3 separate regions of the Zea mays genome follow, and regions 1 and 2 are each linked to region 3. Evidence: chromatin contacts called from public Hi-C data. All regions are on one chromosome and are shown on one strand. The core of a region is the stretch at or near the end of the contact, and the rest is flanking DNA. Distances in the headings are between cores, read along the strand shown. Region 1 holds the start of LOC100304380. Region 2 holds the start of LOC100276162. Region 3 holds the start of LOC103647692 (protein CHROMATIN REMODELING 4).

Evidence for each region. A called contact is a pair of places that touch in the nucleus more often than the background predicts.
Region 1: a contact with region 3 is called in a Hi-C map of ear, with 2.1 times the contacts expected there. The contact joins the promoter of LOC100304380 here to the promoter of LOC103647692 in region 3. A contact is called at or near these places in 2 of 25 Hi-C or Micro-C datasets (ear and leaf).
Region 2: a Hi-C map of leaf shows a contact between it and region 3, with 2.9 times the contacts expected there. The contact joins the promoter of LOC100276162 here to the promoter of LOC103647692 in region 3. A contact is called at or near these places in 3 of 25 Hi-C or Micro-C datasets (ear and leaf).

Annotation. Positions count from the first base shown.
Region 1 is chr2:207,554,457-207,558,875 of Zm-B73-REFERENCE-NAM-5.0, forward strand. LOC100304380 reads right to left here and starts at 1,419. Exons shown (of 16, transcript NM_001361416.1): 1 at 1,163-1,419; 2 at 901-1,062. The coding sequence starts at 1,327.
Region 2 is chr2:207,531,644-207,535,848 of Zm-B73-REFERENCE-NAM-5.0, forward strand. It overlaps LOC100276162, which reads right to left and starts at 2,812. Exons shown (of 3, transcript NM_001360977.1): 1 at 2,642-2,812; 2 at 2,124-2,261. The coding sequence starts at 2,732.
Region 3 is chr2:207,763,877-207,768,457 of Zm-B73-REFERENCE-NAM-5.0, forward strand. LOC103647692 (protein CHROMATIN REMODELING 4) reads left to right here and starts at 2,986. Exons shown (of 11, transcript XM_008672203.4): 1 at 2,986-3,549.

The DNA.
Region 1 (4,419 bases), core at 169-2,668, 210 kb before region 3:
AATAGTATAGTGGACCCACATAGAGAATTAGGAAGGGTTCTCCTTGCCACCCCTGTAAATCTTATTAGGCCATCTTCAGCTAGGGTGGGTAAGTGGGTTTTAACATCGGCATGGTAACTTTCAATTCCATATGACATCATACACTGTGGAGTGAAATAAAGGAACCTTTCCCAGATCCAGCTTAATCCTTAAGACTCCATAAATCAGCCTCTAATCTTTCTTGAAATGCATCAGTTTAACCAAATGTCCAACAGCACAAGAGTTCCTACACGACTCAAGCGGCAACCGCGATGGAGTCAGGTGAAATATTTATGTTTCACCAAATAAATTTTGTGTTTATGTTGAACCACATAACTCCTTGATCTAATAACACACTAATGTTTCCAAGTTCAAGCCAAGATAATAACACCTAATTAGCACCTGACCCTAATCCATATACCTCCCAGCCCACATGGTTCAAATATCAGCTTAACTGAAATCAGTAACCAAAAGAACTCTGGACTGGAGTCTAAACATGTGAACAGCTCTAAATACCGTTATTAGGCTAATACATGGTTCTTAAAGCGGTAAGGTGGTCCAAGGCGTTGGAGCACCGCCTGGACGCCTAGGCGAGGTAGGCGGGCAAGGCGCCTAGGCGTTAGACCACCGCCTGGACGCCTAGGCGACGCCTTAAGAACAGAGGGCTAATAGCTGTGCTACCGAAACAAGAGTGCAAGGGAACTCCAGGCCATTTCTAGCTGAAACAAACTAATTTCATGGCCCATCCTCCAATCCCCTACCAAACCAAGTGAGCCCACCAGCTACCGCCAACATCGCAATGCAATGCAAATTAAAATAGCTCGACGCCTCGACCTTAGCCGAACCAGAGCAGAAAAATCGGCGATGTCAGCAACTCTGCACCTGAAGCATCCGTGCGAATTCCTCGTCGGACTTCTCCTGCGCCCTGGCCGCTGCCCCGTCGTCCTCCCCCTCCTCGCCGATAGCAAGGAGGCGCAGGCGCTCAGAGACGGCTTCCAGGTCGGTGCCGTCGTCCACCACCGACCCATCCGCCTCCACCACGATCTGCAAGCACGACCGGGAAGTGGGAAGCAGTGCAGGCGTCAGTGGCGTCCGGATCGCGCCGAAACTATGGGATCGGGACTAGGGAAGGGGTGCTGCGGACCTTCTGGAGGTCGGGCGGGACGGCGGTGAGGGAAAAGATCTGGAGGCGGAGGACGTCGAGGCCGTGCTCCGTGTCGTACTCCACCTCGTGCTGTTGCTCCTCCGCCGCCTCGGCTGATCCTCCGGCTGCGGGGCCATGCCGGACCACGAAGCGGCGAGCCACCATAGCGTTGCCTCCGCGCCCGCGTGGACCTGTGCTGCCGTCCTGCCGAGTCTACCCGTAGTTAGATGGGCGCGACTGGAAAAGATGCGCGCGACTGGTACATCTTAATTATGTTTCTATATTATATTAAGTGGAATATGATATATAAAACAATTGGCTACGCCAAATATGACAGCATACATAATCTCATACATATAAGGTGCTCACATATCTAGCTTTCATTGTATGATGCTCGAGAGCGGATCTAGATAAAACAACTATTAGTGTCATCTCTATTAAATTATAAAATCATCAACTCATTTAAATGCTAACAAACATACATTTTAATAAAAATTACTAAAATTCATTGGTGTCACATGACACCACAAAAAGTGCTAATAAGTATACATTTGTTTCCCTAGATTCCATATATATGTACATATTCCGCTCTGTTTCCTTTTGAACATTTGGATATTGATACAACTCTCTTCCATAATAAGTACGTAGATTATCACCCAGAAAACTTTCTCTATTATGTTTTACATCATCAATTCTAACAACACTTATAAACTAGCCTAGATGCTTAACAAAACGCGCCCAAGGATGCGCTAGGCCGCCAGCTACTAGTTACATAATAGAATGCGTAGTCGGGTAGGTTAGCATTTTGGCCCGCCGCTGCGGGGACCATTTTGTACTTTCGTAGGAATTCTGATGGCAGGAGAAACGTTTCAAATTCAGAATATCTATAAAAATATTTATACAAAACATTATTGTTTGTTAAAATCATTTAGTGGTCTGTCTAAATTGAGTTTCTAAAAGAGAAGAATATGGTGGAATCAGGGATTACCTTTTCGCTTGCAAATTCCAAAAAAAGATTTTGTTAACTAAAATTTGATTTTTTATATTTTAGAATTATGAACCGAAATATAATAAAACGGAAGGGTTTTCTCTTCTCGTTAAGTACCGATAACGGTAACTTTTACTGAAAATCGATACTTACCGGTTGAGATTGCAATCGCTGGGTGGAATACACTAGCATGCTCCCGCCCGACTCTCCTCGCCACACTCTCCTCTCTCCCACAATCCCCGCGGCCTCGCCCAGATCACCGCCCCGGCTCCCTAGAAATTCGCCCCAGATCGTCGCCCCAGCTCTCGATCCTCGCCCATGCTCTCCATAGAAGGCGAGTCCACGATGCTCGTGTCGTCCCTAAACCCAGCCCCGGCTCTCCGCGTCTGCGACAACCCGATCTCCATGGAAGGCGCGTCCTCTGCCCCTGAAAGGGAATTAGGCTTACACCTATTTTCCTAATTGATTTTGGTGGTTGAATTGCCCAACACAAATAATTGGACTAGCTAGTTTGCTCTAGTCTATAAGTTATACAGGTGCCAAAGGTTCACACTAAGCCAATAAAAAGACCAAGAAATTGGTTCAACAAAGAGAGCAAGGGATAACCGAAGTGTGCCCTGGTCTGGCGCACCGGACTGTCCGGTGTGCCACCGGACAGTGTCCGGTGCACCAGGGGACTCCAAGCTGAACTCTTCACCTTCGGAAATTCTCAGAGGCGCTTCGCTATAATTCACCGGACTGTCCGGTGCACCACCGGACAGTGTCCGGTGCCCCAGAGGAGAGCGACTCTGAACTCACCAGCTTCGGGAATCCGCTCCGCTATAATTCACCGGACATGTCCAGTGCACACCGGACTGTCCGGTGAGCCAGCGGAGCAACGGCTACTTCGCGCGCAACGGTCGACTGCAACGCATTAAATGCGCGCCTGCGCACGCAGAGGAGCAGGGCACGCGCGGGTGGCACATCGGACAGTCTACAGAACTTGTCCGGTGCGCCACCGGACAGCCAGGCGAGCCCACAAGTCAGAGCTCCAACGGTCGGAACCCAACGGCCTGGTGACGTGGCTGGCGCACCGAACAGTGTCCGGTGGCGCAGCGGACTGTCCAATGCGCCATGCGACAGCAGCCTCCACCAAACGGCTAGTTTGGTGGTTGGGGTTATAAATACCCCAATCATCCCCACATTCAAGTCATCCAAGTTTTTCACCTTCCAACTACTTACAAGAGCTAAGCATTCAATACAAGACACACCCAAGTGATCAAATCCTCTCCCAATTCCACACAAGGCTTTAGAGATTAGTGAGAGAGATTTGTTGTGTTCTTTTGAGCTCTTACGCTTGGATTGCTTCCTTCTTTCATTCTTTCTTGCGATCATCTCATTTGTAAGCAAGGCAAGAGACACCAATTGTGTGGTGGTCCTTGCGGGAAGTTTGATTCCCAATTGATTTGAGAAGAGAAGCTCACTCGGTCCGATGGACCGTTTGAGAGAGGGAAAGGGTTGAAAGAGACCCGGTCTTTGTGACCACCTCAATGGGGAGTAGGTTTGCAAGAACCGAACCTCGGTAAAACAAATCCGCGTGTCACACTCTTTATTCGCTTGCGATTTGTTTTGCACCCTCTCTCTCGGACTCATTTATATTTCTAACGCTAACCCGACTTGTAGTTGTGATTAAGTTGTTAAATTTCAGATTCGCCCTATTCACCCCCCTCTAGGCGACTTTCAATTGGTATCGGAGCCCGGTATTTCATTAGAGCCTAACCGCTCGAAGTGATGTCGGGAGATCACGCCAAGAAGGAGATGGAGACCGACGACAAGCCCACTACAAGCCACGGGAAGGCTTCATCGGAAGAGTCCCGCAGCAAAGGGAAGGGGAAGGAGAAGAAATCCCCTTCCCACAAGTCACATCGGAGTGGCGACAAGAAAAAGAAGATGAGGAAGGTGGTCTACTACGAGACCGATATCTCATCACCTTCCACCTCCGGCTCCGACGCGCCGTCCGTCACTTCTAAGCGCCATGAGTGCAAGAAGTTTAGTAAGATCCCCTTACGCTATCCTCGCATTCCTAAACATACGCCTTTACTTTCCGTCCCATTAGGCAAACCACCAACGTTTGACGGTGAAGATTATGCTAGGTGGAGTGATTTAATGCGATTTCATCTAACCTCACTCCACAAAAGTATATGGGATGTTGTTGAGTTTGGTGTACAGGTACCATCCGTAGGGGATGAGGATTATGATGTAACACCCGGATTTTAGGGGTCCAAAACCC
Region 2 (4,205 bases), core at 1,562-4,061, 230 kb before region 3:
ATTTAATAGTGTTTCTGGAGTATAATGTGTGAACAGGTATCTTCGGACTCAAGTCAGGCATCACAGTAGACCAGAATAATACGAAGGTTGGTGAAGCGCCGAAGGTGTAAACAGGAAAGCTTCGGCGAGACAGCAGCAGTTGAAACCGACTTAAAGATGAAAAGGCTATTTAGACCTCGACAGATTACTATAGGATTATTATCAAATGTAAAGGGCATTAATGTAATTTTGCACAGGCTGCGTCCCGTGCCTATAAATAGGTGAACAGTACTCCCGTACTGTTCACGCTGACTTGGCATTCGCTTTTTGCGTCACGCTTGTACTGTCATTTCATTCTGATTGAAGGTACACTTGTAATTCAACGATATTTCTGTTTATACCTAATAATAATATATAATTGTCCATGTTGTCTTTTATATTCTTTATATTTCATCCTTCGTCATTGTTTAATGAATTTATGAAGGTACGTCCTTCATAACCTTCGTCCGTAAACCATTATATCCTAAGGGAAATAATGCTTCGGAGGACGAAGGACCTTAACGATTAACATTTTCTATGTTGTCTTGTTCTTAACTCATAGCACTTGAGAACAAGTCCCCAACAGTAGATTGAAACATAAAAATAAAATTGCAGATCAAATTAGTGTACTAAGGTGTTCAAAAATCAAATGTGCAATTCTTTCCTCGAATATTGCATTAAGGATAAAAAGCTGGCGGTATAACAACTTACATGTTAAAATCAGAAGAAAATGATACAACATGTGCTAACTCTTATAGTAGGATTGCTGAAGGCTGAGGCAATATGGCAGATTATAAGCAAAAACTACTGACAACAGTAGATAAATGAATTTGCAAACATAACATGCCAAAGCATAAGAAGGGCAAGTGATAGAGCAATATAGGGATCAGAAGGACATACACATGGTTTTCATCAACTTGGAGAAGTCTTATGACAGAATACTAAGAAATGTTACGTGATGGACTTTGGACAAATATAAAGTTCCAACTAAACATGCTGGGTTCATTAAGGGCATGTACAACAATGTCGTGACTAGTGTTTGAACAAGTGATGGGACACAGATGACTTTCTTATTAAAATAGGACTACATCAAGAGTCAATTTTGAGGCCTCTTACCGTTTTGCCTTAGTGATGGATGAGGTCACAAGAGACATATAAGGGGATATCCCTTGGTATATACTTTTTGAGGACGATGTAGTGCTCATTGATGAAAGTCGGGCAGGATAATAGGAAACTAAACTTGTGGCATGAGACTCTAGAGTTCAAAAGTTTTAGATTCAATAGAAATAAAACAGAGTACGTGAGATGGGACTTCAACACTATACACAAGGAGATGTTAGTTTAAAAGGTCAAGAAATGCCCAAGGAGGATAACTTCCGTTATTTAGGATCAATGCTACGGAGAGATAGAGAGATAGGGGTATTGATTAGATGTTAGCCATAAAACAAAGCATGATGGAGGAAGTGGCACCAAACATTTGGCGTCTATGCAACCAGAGCATATCACGCAAACTAAAAGGAAACTTTTATATGACAGCAATTAGACCTGTTACATTGCATGGTGCAGGATATTAGGCTAAAAAGGCATCATGTTCAACGTTCAACAGATAATAAGTGTTGCGGAAATGTGTATATTATGTTGGATTTGTGGCTATATAAGAAGGGATCGAGTCCGAAATGATGATATACATGGGTACAGGTAGCACCAAATTGAAAAAAAAAGATTGTACAACATCAATTGAGATTGTTTGAATATATCCGATGTAGACCTCCAGAGACACCAATATATAGTGGGATACTAATACATGATAGTAATAGGAAGAGAGATAGGAGAAGACCGAAGTTAATATGGAAAGAGGAGACTAGAAAAGATGGAATATACTAAAGATCTAACTCTGAACAGAAATGAATAGAGAACAGCTATCGACGTGTATAAACCCTTAATTTGTGGCTTCAAACGATGATATACATGAGTACAGGTAGCACCAATTGAAAAAAAGTTTGTCCAACACCAATTGAGATTGTTTGGATATATCCGATGTAGACTTCTAACTTGGGCAAAGTCTTTGCTGTTGTTAAGATGCCATAAGCAAGTTAGCACTGTACCAATGTAGCGTTGCTCGTTGGCTAGCCTGGCGCGCTCAAGCATCTTGTCGAGGTCCTCCTTGAGCTTCTCGTCAAATTTTACCAGCTGGTTCACAAATACTGCACCGAGACCCATCCCCAACACATGCTCCCAAGGATCTATAACAATTTAGACACAATAAGCACGTGAGAATGAATCATCATATCTAAAAGGAGACTGGTACAAAGCACATACTGAAATCATGAATGGTAGGGTGGAATAGGGACCAAAGGGGTATCTCTTCGGCAGTATTGCCTCCTAAATCACGAAGAAATGGACTTCAACCCCAAAAAACAAGAACCATATCGCATCTAGGATCCCAAAGACCAAGGAAGGCGCCCAGACCAGACGAAACACCACGAGGGCAGGTGGAAATATCGCAGATCAGACGGAAATGGGGCGCCAGGACGACTCACGGAGCGCGGGACGCAATGCGTGATCAAGAAACGGAGAAATGAACAGGGGAATAGGAGAAAGGGAAGGGGAGAAAGGGATATACGGCGCATGTAGGGAAGCTTGCGGAGGGCGTTGGAGTACATCTGAGTGCCCAGTCCCAGGAGGGCGCCGATGATCGTCGGCGTCGCCGGCATCCTGCTGTTCTCCTGTCTCCTCGGGGCGAGGCTGCGGCGGTGGGGTGGACGACTGGACGGCAAGGTCGGGGAGAGTGCTGTGGGGACTTGTGAGTTGTGGCCGGAGAGGGACCTTCCTATCTGTTGGACTTCGTTGCTCTAGCCTGTGTGGGCCGCCAGTTGCGTAGGTCCAACGAGGGTGTGGTGCAGGCCGGAGAGCAAGAAGCCCATTGTGCTAAATACATGTTGCCCCAATTTGGCATTCGCAACTTCATTTGGTTTGCAATTTCCTCAGCATCGTTTTTAGTGTTCTTTTAAATAAACAGGGGCGTTGTGTTGTACTCCTTTACATCTAAATAAATATAAATATAAGATCTGTATCAGCCAAACTAACTAAAGTTTAACCAAAATTATATTGAATAGTGTTAATATTTATATCGTCAACTAAATTTATCATATTTGCTATTTAAAATATGATAGTTGTATAATTTAGATATAGAACATACTATCAAAAAAGGAAAATATTTTTTATACTAATCGCTTGTTTATTTTCTTTTTCCCAGAACTAGCTGACTAGCATATGACTCGTACTAACGCTATAATTCAACAACAGCAGAGAGAAAGGGTCGACAGCTACGGTGGTGACACGAGTGAGGGGACGCGGGGGTAGAGGGAGGGGAAGGCTGGGACTTCGAATGGGGGTAGTGGGGGATGAGGGATGAGAAATGATTTAAATAATATTGTACATTGGATTTGAGTGAACGAGATAAAAGAGTTATCTAGCGATTTGAATTATTGATTTTGATGTTGTGTTAAGTATAAGTGCAATTTGTCTAATGGATTTAATAAAAGTTATTGATGCGGGTGATTTGATTGGGTGGGTTTGTAAAATTTAAACTGGATCATAGTGGTATTCCGCATCCTCGGCAACCGGTACTTACGGCAATACTTCTTGCCGTCTCTCACTCTCTCTTGTTCCCGGCGAACTGGTGAGCTAGTGTGATTCACCGCGGTCGGTTATCTGAAACTTTATCTTGATTACTTACACACACTCATTATTATTTGTTGGTTTCTTCTCCGTGTGGTCGTCCATAAGCTAGCTCATCTGAAATTTTATCTTTAATTTGCAAGCAATCTAGTAACGAACTGCTGCAGCAGAAATCACACTTCTGCGCGCACTCAACTCATGCAAGAGGAACAAGTCTCAGTTACCAGCTGGCAGCAACACCATATACGTTTCAGCCTTTTAGTGCAGCCCTAGCAGCAAGAAATGCACTGTGCAAGGAACGTTGTTGAATTTTGTCAATTTATGCAGAGGCACACACAAAGTTTCTCCAACAACAAAAAAAATGCACTCTTCATATACTACTTGCAACAACACCTTAATTTGGTATCTTATCCAAGTATATGTGCACAATACCCTATATTATATTAGTATAATTCTGTCTTGCAAAGGATCTATATATATGTGTGTGTTATTTTAAAAATTCATTT
Region 3 (4,581 bases), core at 1,736-4,235:
TTTAATTTTTTTCTCTGAAATTGCTTATTTTTGACGGCTGCATGGGGGCCACCGAAAATAATCCTGAGAGAATTTCGGTGGCCCGATCTCGGCCGTCGAAAATAAGTTATTTTCGACGGTCTGTGGGCTAACTGCTGAAAATAAGTTATTCTCAGCGGCCACACTCTGGTCGCCGAAAATTAACTTTTATTTTTGGCTCATTTTTTTGCGGCCAGAAGCCGCCGAAAATAAGCTATTTTCAGCGACAAATGACCTATTTTCGATGGCTTCTTGTGGTCGAAAATGACTGTATCTGCGGTAGTGGTGCCTCGCAAGGTAACAATATTTTATATTGGAATAACATATTTGTTTTCTTTTTTGTTGCGTGGCCACTAGTAGAAACATGAAACTATTATCCGCCACCTGCACATTTAACTGAATTTAAATACTGGCTTTTCTTTATTTTTCATTTTTTTTAATAGTCGGTCTGTCACCTCTAGGTTGGAGCGGTCATGGATAATGAAACTGTACGTACATGCGTTGATGTAATTGTAAACATGTATGGATAATATGATGCTATCAAAATCTAGCACTATTTTACTATGTATGGATCCTATCAAAACAATGAGAAAATGTTGTCAACATTTTGTAATTTAGTGTTTCGGTGTTTATGTATGTCTGTCAGTTTTTAGTGTCTCGGTGTTTCAATAGAGAATGCAATATGTTGAGCACTAATTTGACCAAGCGGACGGTCCAGCCATGTAGGACGAACGGTCCGTGGTCCGGACAATCCACGCGTGCGCAGAATCAGTTATGATTCCGAGTTTCTCGCGGGATTAACTCAGAAATTGACTTGTAACGGGTCCAGACCTCACTTGTATATAGATGTAGGGCTACGACCAATTAACCCCCAACAATCAATTAATCAATCAATATACATCTAGTTCTTTACATTTTGCCCTAGAAGTAGACAGTAACTTAGATTTCTCTCTATGAATCTTCACTTCTCCTGGCTCTACGTTGTTTAGAGACGTCTTGGGTGGCCTACTGATCCTAAGATAAAGCCTAGGATCTCTCCTCCCCGACGGGTTCCTACATGGAGCAAGATCCAGACGTCGACGGCGAACTCCACTGCCCTGAGCACGTGCGGACCGTCCAGCCACCAGGCGCAGACTGTCCGGCTCGTGAGGCAGGAACCCTAGCCTCTGCGCCAGGTCGCAGACCATCCGACCCCTAGTCGCGGACTGTCCGCGTCTCCGCAGAGAGCAACGACGCCGATTCTCATTGCAGTGATTGACGCCCAGATCGACATCAATACAATCTAGCAACATTTTTCTAGTTCGTGTGTATGTCATGACACATTCAAACTTAAACAGTAGCATGCGTTTTCTTACAAAAGAACGGTTGGCCAATAGCTCAGGCGAACTAAGCAACACATGATGCAGTTGTCAGAACAAAGAGAGAAAGGTGACAAATATTTTAGTACATGACTATGATTGTCGTAGCTGCAATCCATAAAAAAAAATACAGTAGAAACTGTAGCCGCAGCCGGATTAAAGCCGTAACAATCCACAACGAGTGTAATGTTATTATTGTCCATTATAATGAGTAACTAGTGCAGTGGAGTATTTTAGCTAGGAAGTGAGCTTATACTATATTCAGCAGCTTACCCATAACTATATTCAAATTTCACTCTGCAAACAATACAATATACAATGCAGAATAATGCTTTTAGGTAAACTTTGAGTGAACTGTTAGAGATATTTTGAAATAGAGCGAGAAAAAGAAGATTTGGTTAATGCTACTTCTATTAGTTTGGATAATTAGAAAAGTCTAAAAAAAGAACCCTTTATTTTGAAAAACAAAGGGCGATGAATCAGGTCCGACAATGAGTTTTTCAAACAAGTTGTACAAGGAGCTCTAGGAACTCTAAATAGTTATTTGAATACCGAGTTATATTTCCGTATGATTCATGTTTAGGGGTGGATATCAAGCCAGCTCGGCTCGACTCGTTATACTAACGAGCTAAAATCTGGCTCGGCTCGTTAGGCTCGCGAGCCACAACTAAATACAAGGATCTACGTACATAAATATATATATATATAACCGAAAAATTACATTTTAAATGTTTAACACTACAAACCCAAAACCTTTATAATATTATTATTGTATCACTATACTAGCTTCTAACTTTTGATATTAAATTAAATAACCAAATATGTATTAACTTATATATTTACAAACCCTTGTTATAATAAGATAACAATAAACATCATTATAAAGCAATTCATCATCCATTCCACAAACATGTTAGCCATGCAATAATGCAAATATTTAAGCACATGTCACATCCACACATGTCCATATCACAGATCATAACTATGAGAAAACAAGACTGTAAGAGATGAGAGGACACCAACGATTAGACAAACTTGTGTTGTGGTTTGGCCCGTTTGGCTCGCGAGCTAGCTCACGAGCTAACCCGAGCTGGCTCATTAGAGAATCGAGCTAGAATGCTAGTTTGGCTCGCTACAAAATTAAAACGAGCCGAGTCGAGCCGAGCTACTAACGAGCCGAGTCGAGCGAGTTATTGAGCCACGAGTATTTCGTCCAGCCCTATTCATGCTAATACTGGCATTCCCGAGCCATAGAATGGAAGAGATAATTTAATTTATTAAGTTTGGACTTTGGTGTGACAATTGTGCGAGCGCATTGGCGAGCGGCGGCAAAGAAGAGAGACTAAAAAAAGCAATAAGAGTATCTCCAATAGCTTACCATTTTTATATCTATATTTAAATTTTACTTTATAAATAGTTTAGTCTACGATATAGAATGTTTTTAGTTAAAATTTGGATAGACTTGTTGCAGATGGACTGGTCTAAGACCGTTTACAGCAGTATATTCAAAGTTTACCTAAAAACATATTTTTACACTATTATGTATTGTATACTATTAGTAGAGTGTGGAATTTGAATATGAGTAAGGTGTCTAAACTCAAAGAAGGGCGCAAATCACTGAAGAATTCACGAGCTTCCCAAGCAAATGATCCGTCCGCTCCACCAATCCCGTCTCCCCCGACCACGGCCGCGCCTGGAGCGGCGGGCCGCGCGCGGCCACCCTCGCCGTCTCCACGCCACCGCGGCGAGCGCGGCGCCCACTCGCCCACCGGGCGCACCCTCCCCCACGTGTCCCCCCTGCCGCCTGAGGGCCCCGCCTGTCACCCACCGTCCCCGGGGTGGGCAGCCGAAAGCGACGCGTGAAGCGCTCTGCCCTGCCTGCTGCCCTCAGCGCTCGCCTCTCGTCACGCGCCCCCTTCACAACCCCCGATGCGATGGGTGCCCCTGCCCCTCGATAGTCGCGCCGCTCTCCTGCCCGTTCGGCCGTTCCCCATTTGCCTCGTCGCCCACCGCCCCATTAGCGCCGCCCTCCCCTATCCGACCCAACGCCGCCGCCGCCGCCGCATAGACCTCGCCGGCGCCTCTGCGCCGCCCCGTGGCCTCCAGAGGTGCTATTCGCGCGCGATCCGCCGCTGCGTCCGTCGCTCTGGCATCGATTCGGCGGCGCTGGGAGGTGAGATGGATCTCTACCGCTCGAATTGGCGCCGCTTTTGGGCCGTTTACGGGGGTTTTGTGGGGAATTTGCTTGTGAAATGGTTTGCCGGCCATGGAGTTTGGGGGGGGGGGGGGGTAGGTTCGGATTTGGGCGTGGGTGGTGGCTGTGCCGTATGAGATGTGAAGCTAGTTACAGGCGGCGAGCTGCTTTTGCAAGCTCTGATGCTTCTGCCGCAGAGTTGACAAGGTCCGAATGGGAGTCTGTCTGTCTTTGCAGCTCTGTTTCTTCTGCACTTGGGTAAAAACGCTGTGAACCCCAAAATTAGGAAGATTCAGTTCAGACGTGAGGATTAGGGGTGGGTGTCCGGTCTGAAATAGCAGTGGACCTTTGATGCCTCTGTTTGTCTTGGTCTGGTTCCAGTGATAGCTGTATCTTGTGCTAGGTTATGGTTATAGCAGTTCATCATATGAGCTTTTGGGGACCAGCAAGATATGGAAAATTCCTGGTAATTACTTAAGTATCATTTCACTGAATGAGTAATGCTAGCTAGTTGTGCAAAGCTGATTAGTAAGGCAAGATTATTAAAACGATAAAACATTGAAACGATCATAGGTGAAATTTTGACTTTTAAACGTTTAATTGTTTAAACGTAGTTTTAAGCAACACAGGAAAAATACCAATATATCATAATTTCAGACAACAACATGAAGTTAAATACCAAAACAACAAGGTTAGTGGCTTACCAAAACTTCACCCATGAGCCAGATTGGACCCCAAAAGTAACTAATAGACTGGGCAGCTAATGGTCTAAAACACATGAAACACTGCGTTTTACAGTTTAGAACGCCAAAACGCTAAAACACGGTTTCAACTTCTAATTAGAGTTTTGAACGTAGTTTAAACATTGTTGAAACATAGTTTTAATAACACTGTAGTAAGGGTTTATAGTGATCTTTCTTATTTGGTTTTGACTATTTATTGTGTTATGGCTTTGTATGCAAAGCTCCAATTTGGGTATTAATGTGATTATATTAACAAATTTATAAGCAA